3 separate regions of the Mus musculus genome follow, and all the other regions are linked to region 3. The links are chromatin contacts, called in public promoter capture Hi-C maps. All regions are on one chromosome and are shown on one strand. Each heading gives the region's core, a stretch centred on a gene start, on an enhancer-like site or on the middle of the called end of the contact. The rest is flanking DNA. Distances are from core to core; before and after follow the strand shown. Region 1 holds the start of She (src homology 2 domain-containing transforming protein E). Region 2 holds the start of Efna3 (ephrin A3). Region 3 holds the start of Rhbg (Rhesus blood group-associated B glycoprotein).

Region 1 (2,700 bases), core at 159-2,658, 1.6 Mb after region 3:
TTTCATGGCATCTAAATTATACCTCAATTTAAGCTAAGATGCATTTCCAGCATCTGAACGGTCAAGGTGAGCTTACATTTCTTCCACCAAGTACCATCCACAAGCTGATGGTGGCTGGTGCTATCCGACCCCCGCAGCTTGTAGCTTGGGTTTTCAAACCTGCTGCATGAGACTCTGGACCACATTTAGGGCTGTTGTTGTATAATGGTATTGTTTTATCTTTTACTTTGAGGTTAGAAGACAATTTTATTAGAGTTTGAGAGAAAAATGGCAGAGCAGGAAAACTGTAAACTCTTGGTAGCTAAAAGAAGGATGGATAGGAGGAATGGAGATCAGTAATTGAAGTCTACCAAAAGCTGCATGGGGCTGAAGATGTAATTCGGTTGGTAGAGTGCTTGTCTAACATGCTCCAAGCCCGGGCTGTCATCCACAGCACCACATGAAATTCACAGTGGTGACACCCTTTGCCATCACGCAATAGTCTGAGGTCGTCTTCTAATACACCGAGGCAAGTTAGGATTCCATAGGCTGCTATTGGAGGAGTAGAAGGGAGGAGAGAAGTGGGTAGGAGAGGAGACAGAGAGGGGAAGGAGAAGGTGGGGGTGGACAGCAGCACCATAAGAGAACCAGGTCAAGCCGGCTTAGGGCTTTTGGCCTTTATCCAGAGAGAGAAAAGATACATTTTCTGTCTCAAAAGTCCGCAGGTCTACCAGTGAAGACCTGTAAACAACTGCCGGGTTTTGTGTCTGAAAGGAGAAGATTTCATTTCATGTTCATATGTAATCGTTTTTCATATTTAATCTTTTTAACAACAATAACAAAAACCTTTGAAATTGCTTTGAAGAAAGAGCGACAAGGAGAGAATCAAGTAGTGTGAGAATCAAGTAGCTGAGGCGTCTTCGCAGGAGGGCGCGGGTCGGGGACCTCCAAGCTCTTCTCCCAACAGTGCCTGGGGTTGGTGGGACCCCTCTCTGGTCCTGCAGCCAGAGCGATACCTGCGCGGCCCTCAGAGCCGCCCGGTCGAACTTCGAGCCTTCGCCCGCCGCGTCCAGCTTGGGGTTCCACGCGCCCCCGACGAACGTGCGGAACCGGAGAGCGAGGGAAGCCGCGCGGGCGCTCCCGATCCTTGTTCTCGAGCGCGACTCCTGGCCACGATCCCCGCACACGTCCCGTCTGCAGAGATGGGGGCAGTGTTGGACTCGGTGCGCACGCGGGGGCCCCGGCGCCGGCGAGGGAGGGGCGCGTCCGTCCTCCGTCCTGTGCGTCCACCGCGGGGCGGGCGCCGGGGCACTGCGGCCGCCATCGTCCCAGTTAGGGTGGGCAGGGCTGCCGGGGGCTTCCGTGGGCTCGGCCTCGCCCACCTCGGGAGGAAAGGCAGGGGAAGCCCCGGCGCCCGGCAGCCCCAAGCGGTGGAGCGCAGAGAACACGGCGGTCCGATCACTGCGCCCGTCTAGCTTCGGGCCGAGCGGGTGCCACCCTGCCAGGCGCGCGCGTCTAGCGGCCCGGAGCCTCGCGGCGGCCTCCAGCGTCCAGCCCCGGGGAATGCGGCGGCCCCCGGCCCCTGGCGCCCCACGGTGTCTCAGCTGGGCCTCCTCACTCTTCTGCTCCGCGGCCTCGACGCTCCCGGGCCCCCTGATGGCGGCGAAATGGTTCAAGGAGTTCCCGCTTACTCTGAAGACCGCGTCGGAGCGCGCCCGGCCCGGGGGCGCCGGCGGCAAGCCGCGCAAGAACTCGGAGACTGGCGGCGCGGCGCCCACCCCGGGCAAGGGCCGGAAGAACTCAGCGGCCGAGCTGGGGGCCAGCAAGGCGAGCAGCGGACCCCCAAAGGACAGTCGGCTGTCCCGGGACAGCCTGCAGGGTCTGATCCAGGCCGCTGCTGGCAAAGGCCGTAAGAACTCCCGGGTCACCGCCACCGCCACCGAGGAGGAGCCCCACCGTGGCGCGGTGACCAAGAGCGCGGGCTGCAGCACCTACATCAGTAGGCTCATCAAGGTGGACACGCAGGAGAAGAATGGGAAGAGCGCCTACCCGGGCGGTGGCAGCACCAGCAGCTCCAGCAGCTCCTCTTCCTCTGCGTCCTCTTCCCCGTCCTCCCTGGGCCCTGAGCTGGACAAGGCCAAGATAATGAGACAGCAAGACACGGTAAGAACACAGCATCTCTATCCTCCTCTCAGTTGTGGAATTGGAAGGGCTTGGGGGGGGGGGGCGGGGAAGGACGCATGGGAACCTGATGAACCCCAATATTCATTAGGCATAAGTGAAGTTGAAGATGTTTTCTAAGGCCTTCCTCTGTATTCATTCTGACTCCCAAGTGACTCTTCAAAACTCACTGGAGACCTTGACAGCAAGGTTTGTTGTGGTTGGTTTTTGTTAGTTGTTTCAAAGAGCAGTCGAAGGGAAGGGAAAGGAACTGGCCTTCCAATGGGTGTGGTGTACTGTGGTTCTTGTTTTCATGTTTGACATCGAGGGGTCTATCAAGCTAGACTTCTGTAAGGCTTACGCCGCCTGAGTATGCAAAACATCGGTAGCCCGTGAACTGTGAAGCGCAGGTTGCCCATCTTCCAGCCACTCAGTTTCAGCTGCTGTGCAAGCGGCAAAGGCTTCCATTCATTCTGTGGCTGTACTGTACATTCATTCTGTTTATTGTACTGTAGCCATATAAGTACTCGCCATGGACACTAAGGGATGTGGTGGGGGGGG
Region 2 (2,700 bases), core at 33-2,532, 1.1 Mb after region 3:
ATCCCCCTACCAATACACTGAGGTGGCCAGAGTGATACACACGACAGCTCGGCAGGGAGAAGACAAGGGCAGCAAGGACTGTGCAGAATGATGGCCCGGTCCGGCAGCCGGCACCGAGCCGCCGCGCCACACACCGGAGGAAACCACACGGCCGCCCTGACACCCGCCCAGACCGCGGCGGCGCCAAGAGCCACCCCAGCCCAGACAAGACTGGCCACGCGGACACCGACCGCAGCCCCCTCCCCGATCCGCCGCCCGCTCCCACCCCTAGACGGTCGCCGACGCAGACACACAAATCACACACAGACACACGCACACTGACAGCCGCGCACGCCCGTTCACACTCAGTGCCATACGCCGTCCCTAGCTTCAGTGCGTGTGTGTGTGTGTGTGTGTGCGTGTGTGTGTGTGTGTGTGTGTGTGACATGCCGACATCTCTGCCTTCTTCCTTCTCACCAGTACCCTGCGTTCCTAGGGCCCCCCAACTTCGCGACCCTGGCCCGGCTCACCCCAGCAGGGCTTATTCACACAACCAGAGCAACCCCTTACCCTTCGTCCTGAGGAGGTGGAGAATCGGAGTTCCTGCCTTAATGCCGAACCCCACTTTTAAAACCAAGAGTCTTAAGCAGAACCCCATCAACATTACAGGCTGAAAACAGGTCATCCTTCAGCTCCCAAACGCAGCGGCCTATCCCTAGCACACCGGTACTCACAGACTTCAACCTAGCCAAAAGGAGCGTGGATGGTGGGGGAGACTACGGGACAGAGAACACTATTCCATTGGCGAGTGTGGAGAGAAACCAAGATGGGGTTAGGGACCCCCAACAGCCTCCTCCGCACGGCCAGAGCGCTCTTTACTATGCCCCAACAGCTTCTCTCAGACACCCCCGAGTTTCACAGACGCCCACATAGTGCGTCCCCTCTCCCTCGCCTCTCGGTACCAAGCCTGTCTCCCAGGACTGCTGCCAGGTTCCCCTAGGACTTCTCGGGCCCACCAGCTCCCCCATCACTGACGCGGGACGCACGGGTTCTCCGGGTCCCCGACTCACTGCTGATTGGAGCTGTTCCAGTATACCGCATGCCGGTTTCCCAGTGCGCCCCCAGGCCCCTGGGCCAGCAGCGGCAGCAGCGGCACGGGCACGAGCAGCAGCAGCAGCAGCAGCGGAGCCGCCGCCATCCCCGGAGCCGCCGCCGCCGCCGCCCCCCGACTGAGCCCCGCACTCCCGGCTTCTCAGCTTCCCAGCTCCCTGCTGCCGCCGCTGCCAGCCCCCAATCTTAGTCACGCCCACAATCCTTCCCTCCGCCCTTCTGGGCGCGCCCCCGAAGCCCCGCCCCTGGCGCGCTCACGCGGGGCTCCGCCCCACTTGAGCCCAGAGCGCGCCGCGCGTGGGCGACCCATACTGTGTAGCCCCTTTAGGAACAACGCGCCTCTCCTCTCTCCTAGGTGATTTGCTGCAGAGGTTTGCGTCTTTAGGTCCCCCAAGCTTGGAGTTCACAGAAGGATTTGGAAGCCAAGACCTGGACATACATCTGGTGTAGGTCCACACCTTTCTCCATAGAGTGTGGGGGCGTTGAGCGAAGATCTACGTCTGGAATAAGCAAGAGTAGACCCATATCGGACCTCTACTTCCTCCACCCCTTTCCATGTGTGCAAGGAGTTAAATGGACACAAGATGGGGAAGCCTTCAGGTGGTACCAAGAGCTAACAGCTGGCTGCCTGAAGGCCCTCACCTGAAGCCAAACCAGAACACCTCAGCCCAGAGTGTCACCTTCTGGGGGCTGGGCACAGTAGCTATACTTCCTTAATCCTGACACTCTAGAAGCAGAGCCTGGCAGATCTCTGTGAGTTCGAGGGCACCTACATTGGTCTGTGTAACAAGTACCAGGCCAGGCAGGGCTACGCAGCGAGACCGTGTCCCCCCACCCCCACCCCCCGCCCCGTCTCAAAAAAAAAAAAAAAAGCCTAAGCCTTCTATGGTAATCCAGGGCAAAGGTATTTGGTGGTGGTGAGTTGCCAAGGCGAGTTGGAGCCAGGCAGGAATGGAGCAGTCTTCTTGGAAAGCCCACAGAGGTCCCCTCACTGCCTCCGATTCCCTCAGTGATGTCCTTAGGCACGCTCATTCCTGCTTCCATAGATGCTTTCTCTAAGGACAGAGGGCACCTTATATTCCAGCACTTGCCACAGCAGTTGTCTTCTTAGGGACATACAGGCACAAAGATGACATGCACACAGCGATGGGAGAGAAAAAAAATAAAGGTGTCCATATCCAGAAACAGGAGCAATGGACACTTGACATACAGTCCAATCTAGGCACACAAGGTGCCTATAGAGTAGAAATTGGTGTAAACATAGGCCCCTAGACAGAGACACTGACGTATACAGACACACTCTTCTCCCATGTGATTGACCCTCTTTGTGAGGGATCCAGAATACAGATCTACTAGGCATTCACCCCTTATCTTGTCTCTTTCCCAGAAGCCCAGACTGAAAGACAAAGCAGAACCGGGCCTTACTGGGTTCTTAGAACCCACAGCACCTGTGCCCAGGGAGGCAGGCACATTGCTGTTTTGTTGTGTTTCAAGAGGTAGGAAAGATAGCAGCACCTCAGTCAGTTACCTTTGGCAGTACAAGGCCCTGACCACACGCCTGCCTTGGGGGAAGGGCACCGCATGCACAGTAGGTACCATGCCTCCCTGCTG
Region 3 (2,700 bases), core at 81-2,580:
CTCCCTTAGCCCTTTATGTCCCCATTGCTGGGAAAGGGCAGGGTGAGGTGGGGACAGCCTGTCAACAGCTCAGCGGCAGAAAGTGGGTTTAATAGCCTTGTTGCTTTTTGCATGCCCTTCAAACAGACATTTTCCCTCACTCCTTTTTGGTGTTTGTTTGTTTGTTTGTTTGTTCGTTTGAGACAGAGTTTTGTTAGCTCAATCTGGTCTCAGATTCACAGTGTGGCTGAGGCTGGTTTTGAACTCCAGATCATCCCTCCTCCACTACTGGAGCACTGAGATTACAGGCACAAACCATCACCCCCAGCTTCTTCCTGGCACTTGGATGAGGAACTGGAACTAGAGAAGGTTGACTTGGGCATTAGAGGGAGGGGCAGTGTGCTTGGTCCCAGATGTCCAGTGCCTCAGTTACAACCTCGAAGGAAATGCTCTGTCTCCATGAGGGGGTTAACTCCCTGTCCAGAACCTTGTCAGGAGGCAAATGGTCAGTGGTCAAGTTTATGATGTGTAAGCGCTATTCTAGCTGTGCGATCCTTGGTGGGTGATAATGGGCACCCCGCAGCCACCTTAAACTGTGAGATGAGATAATAGTGCAGCACCGAGCACAGCCCTAGCCCGCCTCACACTGGCCTTGAAACTGGCAAATGGGTCCAGGGTCCTCTCACTCTCAAACCTGGAGTGTTTGTGCTGAAACCAATCTTCGACGCCTGAACATGTGGGAATTTCACACCTAGTTCTCCCTCGTCTCCTCTGGCACCCTACCTGGCAGTCCCACCAAGATTCTCTTTCCTGTGGTCAAGCTGGACTCCTAGACAAAGTCAAATTAGCCCCAACGGAAGGTGAGACAGTAGCTAACACTGGGGCCACTTACAACTGGATTGAAGCCCCAGCTCCCCTTACTGTCTGACCCTGACTCTGACTGAGCCTTACCTCTCCTCAGCCTGAGATAGAGCATGTGCCATCCCCAGCAGTGCCTGGAACAAGAGGGACACTAGAGAAAGGGGACTATTTTAAAGCCCCGGCAGTCATCTTGGTGGCAGGAGTACCCATCAACGCCCTTCCCTACACACCCGGGACTTAGAGGCTTTGCTTCCCACGCCCTCGCCCGCACTCACTTGGGTAGCGAAAGTAAAACTCGTTGTCCACGTTACTGTGGTTGCCCCAGTGCCACAGGGCAGCGTCGGTTTCGTGGTTGTACCGGACAAAGATAGCAAAGAGGAGGGCAGTGGCGCCTTGGAAGAGCAGGCACAGCAGCGGCAGGACCAGGCGCCGGTGGCGGGGAACGCGGGCCATGAACGCGGCTGTGTTCTCCCGGTCTCCGGCAGGGCAGTGCCGGCCAAGCTGACTCCTGCCACCGCAAAGGTGAGGCCCCGCCCCCCGGAGGCCGTGCTGCTCCTTGGGGAGCCCCACCCCTCAGCTCGAGGTTGGCAGGGATTAGCCCCGCAGGTCAGGTCCTGTTTCCCATGGCCCCGCTGAGGCACCGGTGATGTGTGAGCTTCCCCAACTGTGCCCCAGCTGCCAGAGGGTGGAGAGAGGGGGAAAGGTACTCGCCCCTTTAAACCTGGTGTGAGAGATTGGCATCCAAGAAGCTAGTATCCTTTAAAGGTCCTACCTGGTTTCCCTCGGTTAATAGGAAGGAATCGGATTAATGCTGAGATCTTCCGTTGCCTGGCTGTAGAGATAAACCAGATGGCCCCTCTCAGAAGCAGTTGCCTCTACCACTCTACCACCTTTGTTGTTGTTGTTGTTGTTGTTAAAGATGTATTTAGTTATTTTATGAGTACACTGCCATTCTTTTTAGACACACCAGAAGAGATCATCAGATCCCATTACAGATGGTTGTGAGCCATCAAGTGGTTGCTGGGAATTGAACTCAGGACCTCTGGAAGAGCAGTGGGTGCTCTTAACTGCTGAGCCATCTCTCGGGCCCCAGCCTCTACCACCTTAAGTTGAGCTGAGATTACAGCTCCAACAGCCATGGTCCCTGAAGGACTCTAGCCGGTAGGGACACTGGTACTCTTGGTTCTGAAACCTGCAGTCCACAGGTGCAGGGACAGTAGGATAGCTTGCTAACCCTCTGCTCATTGTCCAGTTCTTCCACTGTCTCAGCAGGGACCTGAGCCTCTGCCCCTGCCTTTTTTGTGGACTTGGGAGGACACCTGGATTCTAGCTGTCTGGTTTCCTGTGCCAAGGGTCCAGCCAGGCACATGAAAGACCAGAGATCAGCCTCTGGTGACACAGCTCCCAGCTGGTCCATGTGGGCCCTGTCCAGAGACTCTCCATCACTCTTCAGTCAGCAGGAAGGTTAAGCATAAAGACTCAGCATCTATGGGTCACCCCCTGCGGGGGCCATCTCCTGTCCCAGGTGTGACTCCTGAGCCCTGCTTGGTGTCAGTAGTTGCTTGGGTGGTTCCAGCAGGTCTGGGAGGAAGAGCCTTCTATACCCCCAGAACTAGAGAAAGGGGAAGAGAGAGCTGTGGTCTGATTTTAACCTCCTCTTAACTCCATACCTCCCTTCATCTACAACTCCTCCAGGGCCTGACTTCCCCCTTTTCTCTTCTTCATTCATTCACTCAATAAATACTCATGTAGTGTCTACCCTGGGCTAGGTCCTAGGGTTGGAACCAGATAGTCTAGTACAAGGATATAACGGGCTTAGGCCCTGAAGGTCCCAGCCTAGCAGATGTTAGCTCTTCAATC

What was found. Promoter capture Hi-C pulls out the DNA fragments that hold promoters and counts their contacts.
Region 1: a promoter capture Hi-C map of liver shows a contact between it and region 3, with 11 times the contacts expected there. The contact joins the promoter of She here to the promoter of Rhbg in region 3. A contact is called at or near these places in 2 of 39 promoter capture datasets (liver and pre-B cells).
Region 2: a contact with region 3 is called in a promoter capture Hi-C map of liver, with 6 times the contacts expected there. The contact joins the promoter of Efna3 here to the promoter of Rhbg in region 3. A contact is called at or near these places in 1 of 39 promoter capture datasets (liver) and 1 of 9 other capture datasets (liver).

The regions. Positions count from the first base shown.
Region 1 is chr3:89,829,962-89,832,661 of GRCm38.p6, forward strand. It overlaps She (src homology 2 domain-containing transforming protein E), which reads left to right and starts at 1,409. Exons shown (of 6, transcript NM_172530.3): 1 at 1,409-2,142. The coding sequence starts at 1,543.
Region 2 is chr3:89,321,657-89,324,356 of GRCm38.p6, forward strand. Efna3 (ephrin A3) reads right to left here and starts at 1,283. Exons shown (of 5, transcript NM_010108.2): 1 at 1,050-1,283. The coding sequence starts at 1,177.
Region 3 is chr3:88,253,354-88,256,053 of GRCm38.p6, forward strand. Rhbg (Rhesus blood group-associated B glycoprotein) reads right to left here and starts at 1,331. Exons shown (of 10, transcript NM_021375.3): 1 at 1,116-1,331. The coding sequence starts at 1,293.